Regions from separate parts of the Pan troglodytes genome. Here region 2 is linked to region 1. A link is a contact called in public Hi-C data. All regions are on one chromosome and are shown on one strand. The core of a region is the stretch at or near the end of the contact, and the rest is flanking DNA. Distances in the headings are between cores, read along the strand shown. Region 1 overlaps SLC4A1AP (solute carrier family 4 member 1 adaptor protein). Region 2 holds the start of PPM1G (protein phosphatase, Mg2+/Mn2+ dependent 1G).

Evidence for each region. A called contact is a pair of places that touch in the nucleus more often than the background predicts.
Region 2: a contact with region 1 is called in a Hi-C map of stem cell-derived neural progenitor cells, with 3 times the contacts expected there. The contact joins the promoter of PPM1G here to the enhancer-like site in region 1. A contact is called at or near these places in 1 of 7 Hi-C or Micro-C datasets (stem cell-derived neural progenitor cells) and 1 of 1 datasets of contacts at active chromatin or transcription factors (stem cell-derived excitatory neurons).

What each region holds. Positions count from the first base shown.
Region 1 is chr12:95,176,713-95,182,230 of NHGRI_mPanTro3-v2.0_pri, reverse strand. SLC4A1AP (solute carrier family 4 member 1 adaptor protein) reads left to right here. Exons shown (of 14, transcript XM_001158810.6): 8 at 1-72; 9 at 4,368-4,479. Among named protein-coding and RNA genes, the nearest start is that of SLC4A1AP, 17 kb to the left of the region's middle. Within about 2 kb of position 4,095, at least 8 of the 24 cell types and tissues checked have an H3K27ac peak or open chromatin away from gene starts, as enhancers often do. A contact at or near this core is called in stem cell-derived neural progenitor cells, where this site is marked.
Region 2 is chr12:95,441,684-95,446,531 of NHGRI_mPanTro3-v2.0_pri, reverse strand. PPM1G (protein phosphatase, Mg2+/Mn2+ dependent 1G) reads right to left here and starts at 1,604. Exons shown (of 10, transcript NM_001246455.1): 1 at 1,447-1,604. The coding sequence starts at 1,566. It also overlaps a transcript of NRBP1 not described here.

The sequences.
Region 1 (5,518 bases), core at 2,846-5,345:
GAGGAAAGAACAACAGAGACTTAAAGGGTTAATAAAAATTGTAAAGCCAGCAGAGATTCCAGAACTAAAAAAGTAAGTCTTAGTTATATTTGGAATTCTAAATAAGTATGGTAGCATAGATAACATTTTCAATTATCGCTTTATCTTCTTAAATAATCATTATATAATACAAATGTAATGCAAGGAACCCTTTAAAGCACAGAAAGCAGTGGTTTCATAGAGTAACTAAAAACCTGTTTCATATTTGTGAAATATAGACTGATAGAGGATTTTCTGAGAAAACTATATTGATTTCTGATTCATTGGAAGGTTCCGAAGTCTTTTTACTTAATCTTTTAGTGTAGAATAAACTCCTTTAAAAAGCATCATGCACAAAAAGCTAATTTATCTAATATAAAAAGACCTCTGAGGCTGGGCGTAGTGGCTCATACCTGTAATCCTAGAACTTTGGGAGGTTGAAGCAGGCAGATCACTTTCAAGACCAGCCTGGGTGATATGGCACAACCCTATCTCTACAAAAAATAAAAACATTAGCCAGCCATGTTGGAGCACACCTGTAGTCCCAGCTACTTGGGAAGCCGAGGTAGGAGGATCGCTTGAGCCCAGGAGTTCGAGGCTACAGTGAGCTGTGATCGTGCCATTGCACTCCAGCATGGGTGACAGAGGAAGTTTCTGTCTCAAAAAAAAAATTAAATTATTAATAAAAAGACCTCTGAATGATAAGTAGACAGCCAGCCATCCAGGAGAAAAATGAGTAAAGGATGTCTACTCACAGGCCACAGGAAAAGAAATACAAATAGCATCTTTTATACAAAGATGCTCAACTTCATGATCATAAGAGAAATACAAATACTACAACCTAATACCTTTTTTTTTTTTTTTTTTGAGATAGGGTCTCACTGTGTCACCCAGGCTGGAGTGCAGTGGCACAGTGACAGCTCACTGCAGCCTTGACCTCCTGGGATCAAGTGATCCTCCTGCCTCAGCCTCCCAAGTAGCTGGGACCACACGCATGCTCCACCATACCTGGCTAATTTTTAATTTTTTGTAGAGATGGGGTCTTGCCATGATGCCCAAGCTGGTCTTGAACTCCTGGCCTCAAGGTATCTGCCCACCTCAGCCTCCCAAAGTGCTGGGATTACAGGTGTGAGCCACCACACTTGGTCTTAATAGCATTTTTATATATGAATTTGATGAAGATTAATTGTGATTTTATACTGTGCAGATGAGGCTGACAGAAAGGCACTTTCTTATATTGCTCATTGAAGGACAAATTAGTACATTCTCTATACAAGACAAATTGGCAGTCTCTATCCTGATTACAAATGCACATGCCCTTTGATCTATTTCATTTCTAGGAATTTGTCCCTCACATACTTAGGAAATGATGTACAGCATTGTTTATATTAATAGTAGTAAAAAATTAGAAATCCCCTAAATGTTTATCAAAGGGGATGGATTAAATAAATTGCGGCCAGGTGCGGTGGCTTACGCCTGTAATCCCAGCACTTTGGGAGGCTGAGCTGGGCGGATCACGAGGTCAGGAGATCGAGACCATCCTGGCTAACATGGTGAAACCCTGTCTCTACTAAAAATACAAAAAATTAGCCGGTTGTAGTGGTGGGTGCCTGTAGTCCCAGCTACTCGGGAGCCTGAGGCAGGAGAATGGCATGAACCCGGAAGGTGGAGCTGGCAGTGAGCCGAGATTGTGCCACTGCAGTCTAGCCTGGGCGACAGAGCGAGACTCCATCTCAAAAAAATAAATAAATAAAATAAATAAATTATGGTATAGATATGCAATAGAACACCATATAGCTGTTGAAAAAAAAAGGCAACTATATATAAGATACAGAAACACTATCAAGATAAGTAACAAAAGCAAGGTGCAGAACGGTGTGTATAACAGGCGCTGTCTGTAAAAAATGATGGTGGGGGAAGAATACATAGATAAGTAGGCCATGGTTATGTTTATAATATCTGTTTAGGTCGGGTTCCCTAAAAACAGACTGGATCAGAGATTCATCTACAAGTGATTTATTAAGAGAGTGCTCTCAGGAGAAATCTATATGGGAGTGAGGGAAGCAGGAGAGGGCAGGAGAAGAAGCTGGGCTAAGATATGGTTTCAGGAGAGCCTGAATGGCACCACAGATGCCATGGAGGCATGGGGCTTGGGTTTCGATACCCTGTCCCCCCAACCCTTCATTGGTCATAGGCTGCCGGTGACTGGGGGGTGGGAGGGGCTCACAGCAATTCTGGGAAGGGTGCAGGTGTGAGCCTTTAGCAGCCGATGTCTGCAGTAGCTGTTTGGCCTGATAAAGGGAATCTGGGAGGGACAGCATCTGCTACTGTATCTCTGGAAAGATTTGTTAAAAATTAATAATATTGATTGCCAATGGGGAAGGCAACTGGGTGGCTGGGGGACAGCAATGGGAGGGAGACTTTTCACAGTATATGTGCTTTATACTTGAGTTTTGAACATGTGAATATACTTTCTATTCTATTCAGATATACTGAATTTGAAAAGAAAATCCTGTACGAAATAGCCATACCACTTTAGGTCCTAATTTACTGTAATGTAGTTGCAGTTCTAGTTCTAAATAACAAATAACTGGAAAAAGTAAGACTCATATAATAATTTTGTTACAGTAAAACTATTTGTTAATAAAAGTGGCTGGGGACGGTGGCTCACACCTGTAGTCCCAGAACTTTAGGAGAGTGAGTGAGGTGGGAGGATGGCTTGAGTTCAGGAGTTTGAGACCAGCCTGGGCAACATAGTGAGACCCTGTCTCTACAAAAGATAAAAACTTAGCTGGGTATGGTGGTGCTTGTCTGTAATCCACGCTACTTGGGAGGCTGAGGTATCACTTGAGCCTGGAAGAGTGAGGTTGCAAGACCCTGTCTCAAACAAACAAACAAAAAACAAAAACAAATCTCTGCTTTGGAAAACAACAACAACAACAACAACATTTGGGGCAAGAAGAATTAAAAAAAAAAAAAAAGAAAACGAAATATGTCTCAGCTTCCTCCAGAGCCTCCTCTCCTGCTATCAGTCTGTGTGCTTGCCTGGTTTTTCCTCCCTTTCCTATTTTGGATACTGGTCTAGATGTGTATCTTCTTCCTCCTCTTTTCACTTATGGGTTGAACTTCCAAACTTTCTGCCTCCTACCCTAACCCCTGCAAGCAATCTTGATTGTGATTCCATCTTCTGCTTTTTCATCTCCTTTGAGCCAGTCTTAGCTTATCCTCTAGGCCAGTCCAGCTTTTTAATGTAGCTGAAAACATCTGTGTTGCTGTTGCTTCTGTCTTTCTATGCCAGAGCCTTCCTGAGGCCTGTGGGGAAGGGTGTGAAGGATAATGATTTGACAAAATGTCCTTCATGGCCAGGCAGGCAGCATTCTTCTGGTGGCCTTAGCAAGGGAATGGGTTTTATCTCTGGTAGGGAGAAAGGGGCTTGAGGCTGGACTTAAGAGTGCTACTAAGGGGATAAGACTTAGGTAAAAGAAGGCAGTAGTAGCAAGTGGGGCTTCAGGGAGGGCCAGGTAGCTAACATCTGGTATGGGTCACTGTGAGTCGAATGCCATTACTGTCCTTATATTCCAGTTTTCAGGGCTGTCCCATGGTCAATGTGAAGAAAACAGAGGGCTTTCTTTTCGGTCTAGTATGCTTATTCTGGGGTTTCCTCTGTCTCCTCATGCCATATTCTCATTGTCACCTCTGCCTGCTCTGAATATCTTGTCAACTGAATTGCTATCCCTTTTGTTTTTGCTCTGTTCTCCCCCTGCCTTTCTAATTTCTACTATCTCTTCTTTATACCCTTCCTCAGCTTTGCCCTAATGGGCTTAGCTTTTCTAACTATCTCCAGCCGTTGAGAATGTTGACAGGCTCAGCAGTTGCAGTCTCTCACTATATCTTTGTCATTACTACACTGGACCCCCATCCCCATGCACACTTTTTTTTTTTAAGTGCTCAGAGCTATTGCGCTTAAGTGGGAGCTCCAGATAAGTAAGACACTCTTCAGAGGTTGGTGGGAAGTAGGGCTTTACACCATGGATCAATCTCCTGCTGCTTATATGTTCTCCTTTGCCAGTGACCTTTGTACTGTAGTCATTTCATGGGTGTGAAGTCATGTGGCAAATTACTTGACTAAGGGAGCAGCCTCATCATAGCTCTGTGTCTGTGACAGTCAGCATTGTTCTTGTCCATTCAAAATCTGTTCTGAATACCTCTTTCTTATTGTTATATGCTTACATATTCATTTTGTGGTAATTTTTATTTTGCCAGAGGTTTCTTTGTCAGTATCATGGTATTTTTAGATAAAACCTTGAGACTCCCTGGAATAGATGTGTATAATTATTCTTTCTTCCTAGGACTGAAACTCAGACTACAGGTGCAGAAAACAAAGCTAAAAAGCTTACATTGCCTCTATTTGGTGCCATGAAAGGAGGAAGCAAATTCAAATTAAAAACTGGAACAGTAGGGGTAAGTTGTGAGTCAGGGTGTTAAACTTTTAGCCCTTGAGTTATCCCTGAGCTAATTTTTCTCTTTTCTTTTTTGAAACTACAAATGACTCATTCCATAGTAATGTGAGAAAGGGCTGTGGGCTTGGTATGATCACATCTTTCCCAGAACTTGGTTCTTGGATTCTTTTTTTTTTTTTTTTTTGGAGACAGAGTCTCACTCTGTCACCAGGCTGGAGTGCAGTGGCGCGATCTCGGCTGACTGCAACTTCCGCCTCCCGGGTTCAAGCAATTCTCCTGCCTCAGCCTCTCGAGTAGCTGGGACTACAGGCGTGCTCCACCATGCCCAGCTAATTTTTGTATTTTTAGTAGGATGGGACTTCACCATGTTGGCCAGGATGGTCTCCATCTCTTGACCTTGTGATCCACCTGCCTTGGCCTCCCAAAATGCTGGGTTTATAGGCATGAGCCATTGTGCCTGGCCGGTTTGTGGATTCTTTTTCTCAGCTTAGAGTTATCAAGAATTGATGAATTAATTTATGCCAATCAATTTGCAAGTAAATGGTTTGTAAATTAGAATAATAGTTTATTAATTTCTCATGAATGTTGCATTTAAGAATGGGTCTCCTGCATTAAATGCTTTTCCCCAGGTGGATAGATGTAGTGTTCAGACTCACCAACATTTGTTAAGAACATAGTGTGTGCACTTGCCTCTGCCATATGATTTTTCTTCATTTAATCCTTCCAACACCTTTTGCTGTGTGGGAATTATTGCCTCTTACAAATGAGGCAAGAGAGTCAGAGAAGTTAAATACCAGATCACACCAGCGTTATGTAACTAAGCTGGTAATCAGATCCAGGTCTGTCTCTTGAGCTTTATGATTTCCCTGCTACCCTACAATATATGTCTGTCTGTATGTTTTTGCTTTATCTATATTCCTATTCATAGATTCAGCTTTTAAAAGGTTTTCATTACCCCTAAGAGCTGAACCTTGAGTATTAGTTTGCTAGGGCCACCATAACAAAATACTAGGGATTGGGCAGCTTAAACAACAGAAATT
Region 2 (4,848 bases), core at 355-2,854, 270 kb before region 1:
CCACAGGAAGAAACCCTGTCTCTACTAAAAATACAAAATAAGCCAGGCGTGGTGGCACATGCCTGTAATCCCAACTACTGGGGAGGCTGAGGCAGGAGAATTGCTCGAACCTGGGAGCCGGAGGTTGCGGTGAGCCGAGATCGCGCCATTGCATTCCAGCCTGGGCAACAAGAGCGAAATTCTGTCTCAAAAAAAAAAAAAAAAAAAAAAAAAAAAAAAAAAAGGAGCCAAAGCAGATGAGATGAACTATAGGATCCACTCCAATCTTGAAATTTTATACCTAATTATAAAATTGTTATTAAGGTCAGTTATGAATATAAAATTTGAATCGGAAAACAAAACATTTAAGTTCATACTGTCATTCCAGAGCTAACCACAGGGAGGAGCGAGGGATCTGAAACAATTCCCAAGGGAGACAGTATTTCGCTGTTACCTGAAGCCCACCCGGTAGGTGGAGAAACACAATACCAGACCCTTTTGCCTAGACTTCAGAATGCTCTTCACAAAGACACGGTTAACCCGTCTTCCTCCCTTTCATCCCTACCGCAGTTTTCCCTCTTCTCTTTTGTAGTTTCACATCAAGTTTTACCTAATACTACTACTTTCCCCCCAATATTTTTCCTTTCCCCTTTTGTCCAGAGTAAAATTTTCTAGAAAAGCCCTTTGTAGGTAGGTTGTAATGAAAAAAATTGATGAAATGACTTACAATCAAAGAAACTATAAACTACAATTACAGGCAAATGAGAATTACTGATTAAGTTTTAGAGAAATCCTAAGAGAGAAAGAAAACGAAGCATAATAAAAAGGAAAATCTAGGGACTGACATAATTCAAGTTTTCCGAAGTTAGTAAAAGGCCCTGAAAAGAGTGCAAATGAGTGACAACTCCTGGAGGTCGGGTCCAGCCTCTGAAATTAACATGCAAGAGCCCAAGGCCAGGCAACCAAAATGTGAAACAGACTCTGCCCGGGGTTCCTTTCACTGTCAAACTCCTAGCCAAAAGAGGCTTCCCACATCACATATTTTAAATATTAAAATTTAAAAAGTTATTCATATCTATTCACCTCTCCCTTGAAAAACAAATGAATAAATAGCCCCTATTTGCGTCTTTACTCCCACACTAAACCTCACACCGTTGATGAGCCTGGAGGGCTAGGTTGGCACGAGAGGATGGCGCCAAAGCTCGGGGAGAGGGCGGTCAGTGGGCGGAAGGTGCCTCTTCCCACATGGCCGAGCCCTCGCCGCCACTGGCCACCGGCACACGGTCCCCAAGCATCGGGAGCTCCCTCTCGGCCCTGACCCCGCGGTCTCTGTCGCCCCGCAAACGGCCGCTGCGGCCGCAGGCTCCCAATTGGGACCCTTCCCAGGGGAGGACCCCATCCCCCGCTCCCTTTCTCCGTCAGATTCCCGCCCCGCAGCGGCCAGCCTATTGGCCCCTGCCTCCTCACCTCCATGGAGACGCGCCAGCCTTGCATGGCGGAGAAGCCGTAGGGCAGCGGCAGGCGCGGGGCGCCGACCCCGTCCCCGGAGCACTTCACCGTGTTGGGCTGGGAGAGGTAGGCACCCATGGCGGCGGCTGGCCGGCGGCCTCAGGTGCAGGAAAGCTGGGCGCGACCCGTGCCGGAGCCGAAGCCCCGGGGGTGCGCGCGGCAGGAGCAGGCCCCGCGGCGCGACCGACGCAAGGTGCCGGTGAAAGGCGCGAGGCCGGCCAGGAGGCGGTAACGGGACGGGAGCTGTGAGGGAGCGGAAGCGGAAACGGCGCCGCTCCAGACCCCGCCCGGCCGGCGCGGCGGGGCCAGGCGCTGCGGGCAGTCATTTCCTTAGCAACTCGCCCCGCCCGCAGGGACAACGGCCCGCCCAACGGCCGCTCCCGCGAGACTAGCGCGACCACGCCCACCAACGGCCGCCGTCCTACTCCGCTGCCTCGCGCAGGTGGCAGGTCGCCTCTGGCAGCACCTCTTCCTTCGTTCCCAGTCCCCAGCCTCTTGGCGTTTTGTCTGACGCCTCTTTTGTGTCGGACTCGACGCTTTCAGCCCGTCCTCCAGTGTTTTCATCCCCCTCTCCCCAACATTGCACTCTCAGACTCCGCAAACCCCGCCCGATTTGGTTCAATTAAAGTTGACCAGTATTTGTTCCGAGCTTAGGAAGTACTTGGCCAGGCCCTGCGAGGCATATATGAGAAGAATGTGAGTCTTTTCTGAAAGCGAAGACCTCGATCTGTGATATAATTCGAGTTAATACAATGTAGAAATGTTTGGTACAGCCTATTCTGGGTGGGAAAAGCTCAAGGATGGGAGGAGGAGCTGTTTCTTGGAGGATTGAAAGGATGTAGGCTCTCAGAGAGGATGCCTCTGGATTGCATTATGCCACAGGAAAAGGGAATAATGTTATAAGGGTTGGAGGAGTGAGGGAAGAATGTGAACTGCATTTGGGGAGGATTTCTGAGGAAGCTGGCTGGACTCGGAGAATGATTGTAAGTGGTAATATTAACTAGCTAGCTTGATAAAAAGAAGCGCCAAGATGAGTGACTTGGACTTCATTGTCGTCCTGGTGTAACCTTTGGCATCGTTTGTCTAGTCTTTGTATGCAGTGTACATTGGAGGGAGAGAGTCTGGGGCACTGTTGTGTTGTTGTTTTTTGTTTGTTTTTGAGACAGAGTCTCGCTCTGTCGCCCAGGCTACAAGCTCCGCCTCCCGGGTTCACGCCATTCTCCTGCCTCAGCCTCCCGAGTAGCTGGGACTACAGGCGCCCGCCACCACGCCTGGCTAATTTTTTGTATTTTTAGTAGAGACGAGGTTTCACCGTGTTAGCCAGGATGGTCTCCATATCCTGACCTCGTGATCCTCCCGCCTCGGCCTCCCAAAGTGTTGGGATTACAGGCGTGAGCCACCGCACCCCGCCTACTATTGTTTTTTTTTTAAGACAGAGTTTCGCTCTTGTTGCCCAGGCTGCAGTGCAGTGGCGCTATCTTGGCTCACTGCAACCTCCGCCTCCCGGGTTCAAGCGATTCTCCTGCCTCAGCCTCCCGAGTAGCTAGGATTCCACGCCTGGCTAATTTTTGTATTTTTAGTAGAGACGGGGTTTCACCATGTTGGCCAGGCTGGTCTCGAACTCCTGACCTCGTGATCTACCCGCCTCAGCCTCCCAAAGTGCTGGGATTACAGGCGTGAGCCACCGCGCCTGGCCTGGGGCACTGCTACTAGTTAGAGAGCTCTTACTCTAAGCAGGAGATGAGAAGAGCTGGGAGTAAGGTGGTACCACGCAGGGTGGCAATGGGAATCCAGATGAAAGGACAAATTAGACAATAACAAATAAGACAGATTTGGTAATAAATTGCATTCAAGGGATGGAGAGAAAAGGAGAAATTCTCCAAACTGTGACAAAATTGATTCTTTTCGGCCGGGCACAGTGGCTCACACTTGTAATCCCAGCACTTTGGGAGGCCAAGGGGGGTGGTGGATCACTTGAGGCCAGAAGTTCGAGACCAGCCTGGCCAACATGTGAAACCCGTCTCTACTAAAAATACAAAAATTAGCCAGGCGTAGTGGTGCGCTCCTGTAATCCCAGCTACTTGGGAGGCTAAGGCAGGAGAATAGCTTGAACCCCAGAGGCGGAGGTTGCAGTGAACCAAGATGGCGCCACTGCACTCCACCCTGGGTGACAGAGCAACTCCGTCTCAAAAAAAAAAAAAGATTCTTTAAAAAGATAAAACTAATCATGGCTTCTTCATGCTCTTCAGATAGTCCAAATTCCTTATAGTTTACAAGACCCTTCATGCTAATCATCCAGATTCACGTATGCCTCTCTTTAACTCTCCATTTCTCCTACAACTCTGCTTCAGCAATGTGTTTGGGTGCATCTAAAGCCATGCTTTCTCTTACACTTTTACCCATGGAGCACACCTCTCCACACCCCTCTTGACCATCACTTTCTCCAGGAAATCTCTACTATCACTATACTAGTTTGGGTCCACACTTGTTTGTCTTTCCTGATAGAATATAAGCCTTTATGAAGGCAGAAGTTCCATTAAACTTACCATTGTGTTTTCCAGCATCCCTTGCAAAGTTGTATGTGCTGAATAATATTTAAATATTTGTTGAATGAATGAATAACACCAAGATTTTGACTCTGCATAACAAAATGTGGTGGAGCCATTAACAGAAAAAGGTGCAGTTTGAGGGGATGCTAGTTTTGGGGGGAAAACAGTGGTTCAGTTTAGGGTGACAACTAATATAAAAACATTGAAAATATTAGATTGGAGTTAAGCCATGAGAGTGGAAAAGATGTTAATTAGGCTTGCAGGTTGCCAGGAACCTAGATGAGATCTCTGACCAAAGCAGCGTAGAGGGAGCCTATAAAATTACTCAGCCTTGGTTGCAGTGAGCTGAGATGGTGTCACTGCACTCCAGCCTGGGCGACAGAGTGAGACCCTGTCTCAAAAAACAAACAAATGAACAAAACAGCAACAACAAAAATTACTCAGCCTCTTCTTTCTTCTCCTTCTGCTCCTCCTCTTCCTCCTTCTTCTAAGAAATGAGGTCTTGCTATGTTGCTGAGGCTGGTCTTGAACTTCTGGGCTCAAGCAATCCTTCCACTTTAGCCTCCCAAATAGCCAGGACCACAGACATGTGCCACTATGCCCGCCTTCTTTTTTTTCTTTCTTTCTTTCTTTTTTTTCTTTTTGGCCTTTGTTTTTTCCTAAGAATGGAATGTGACATTGTTTAAAGAGCATGAATTTTGCCACGTATTACCTATGAGATCTTTCACAAGTTACTTATTCCCTCTCAGGCTAAGTTCATCTGCAAGACAGACATACAGCATCTACTCTTCAAGACTGCTTTAAGGATAAG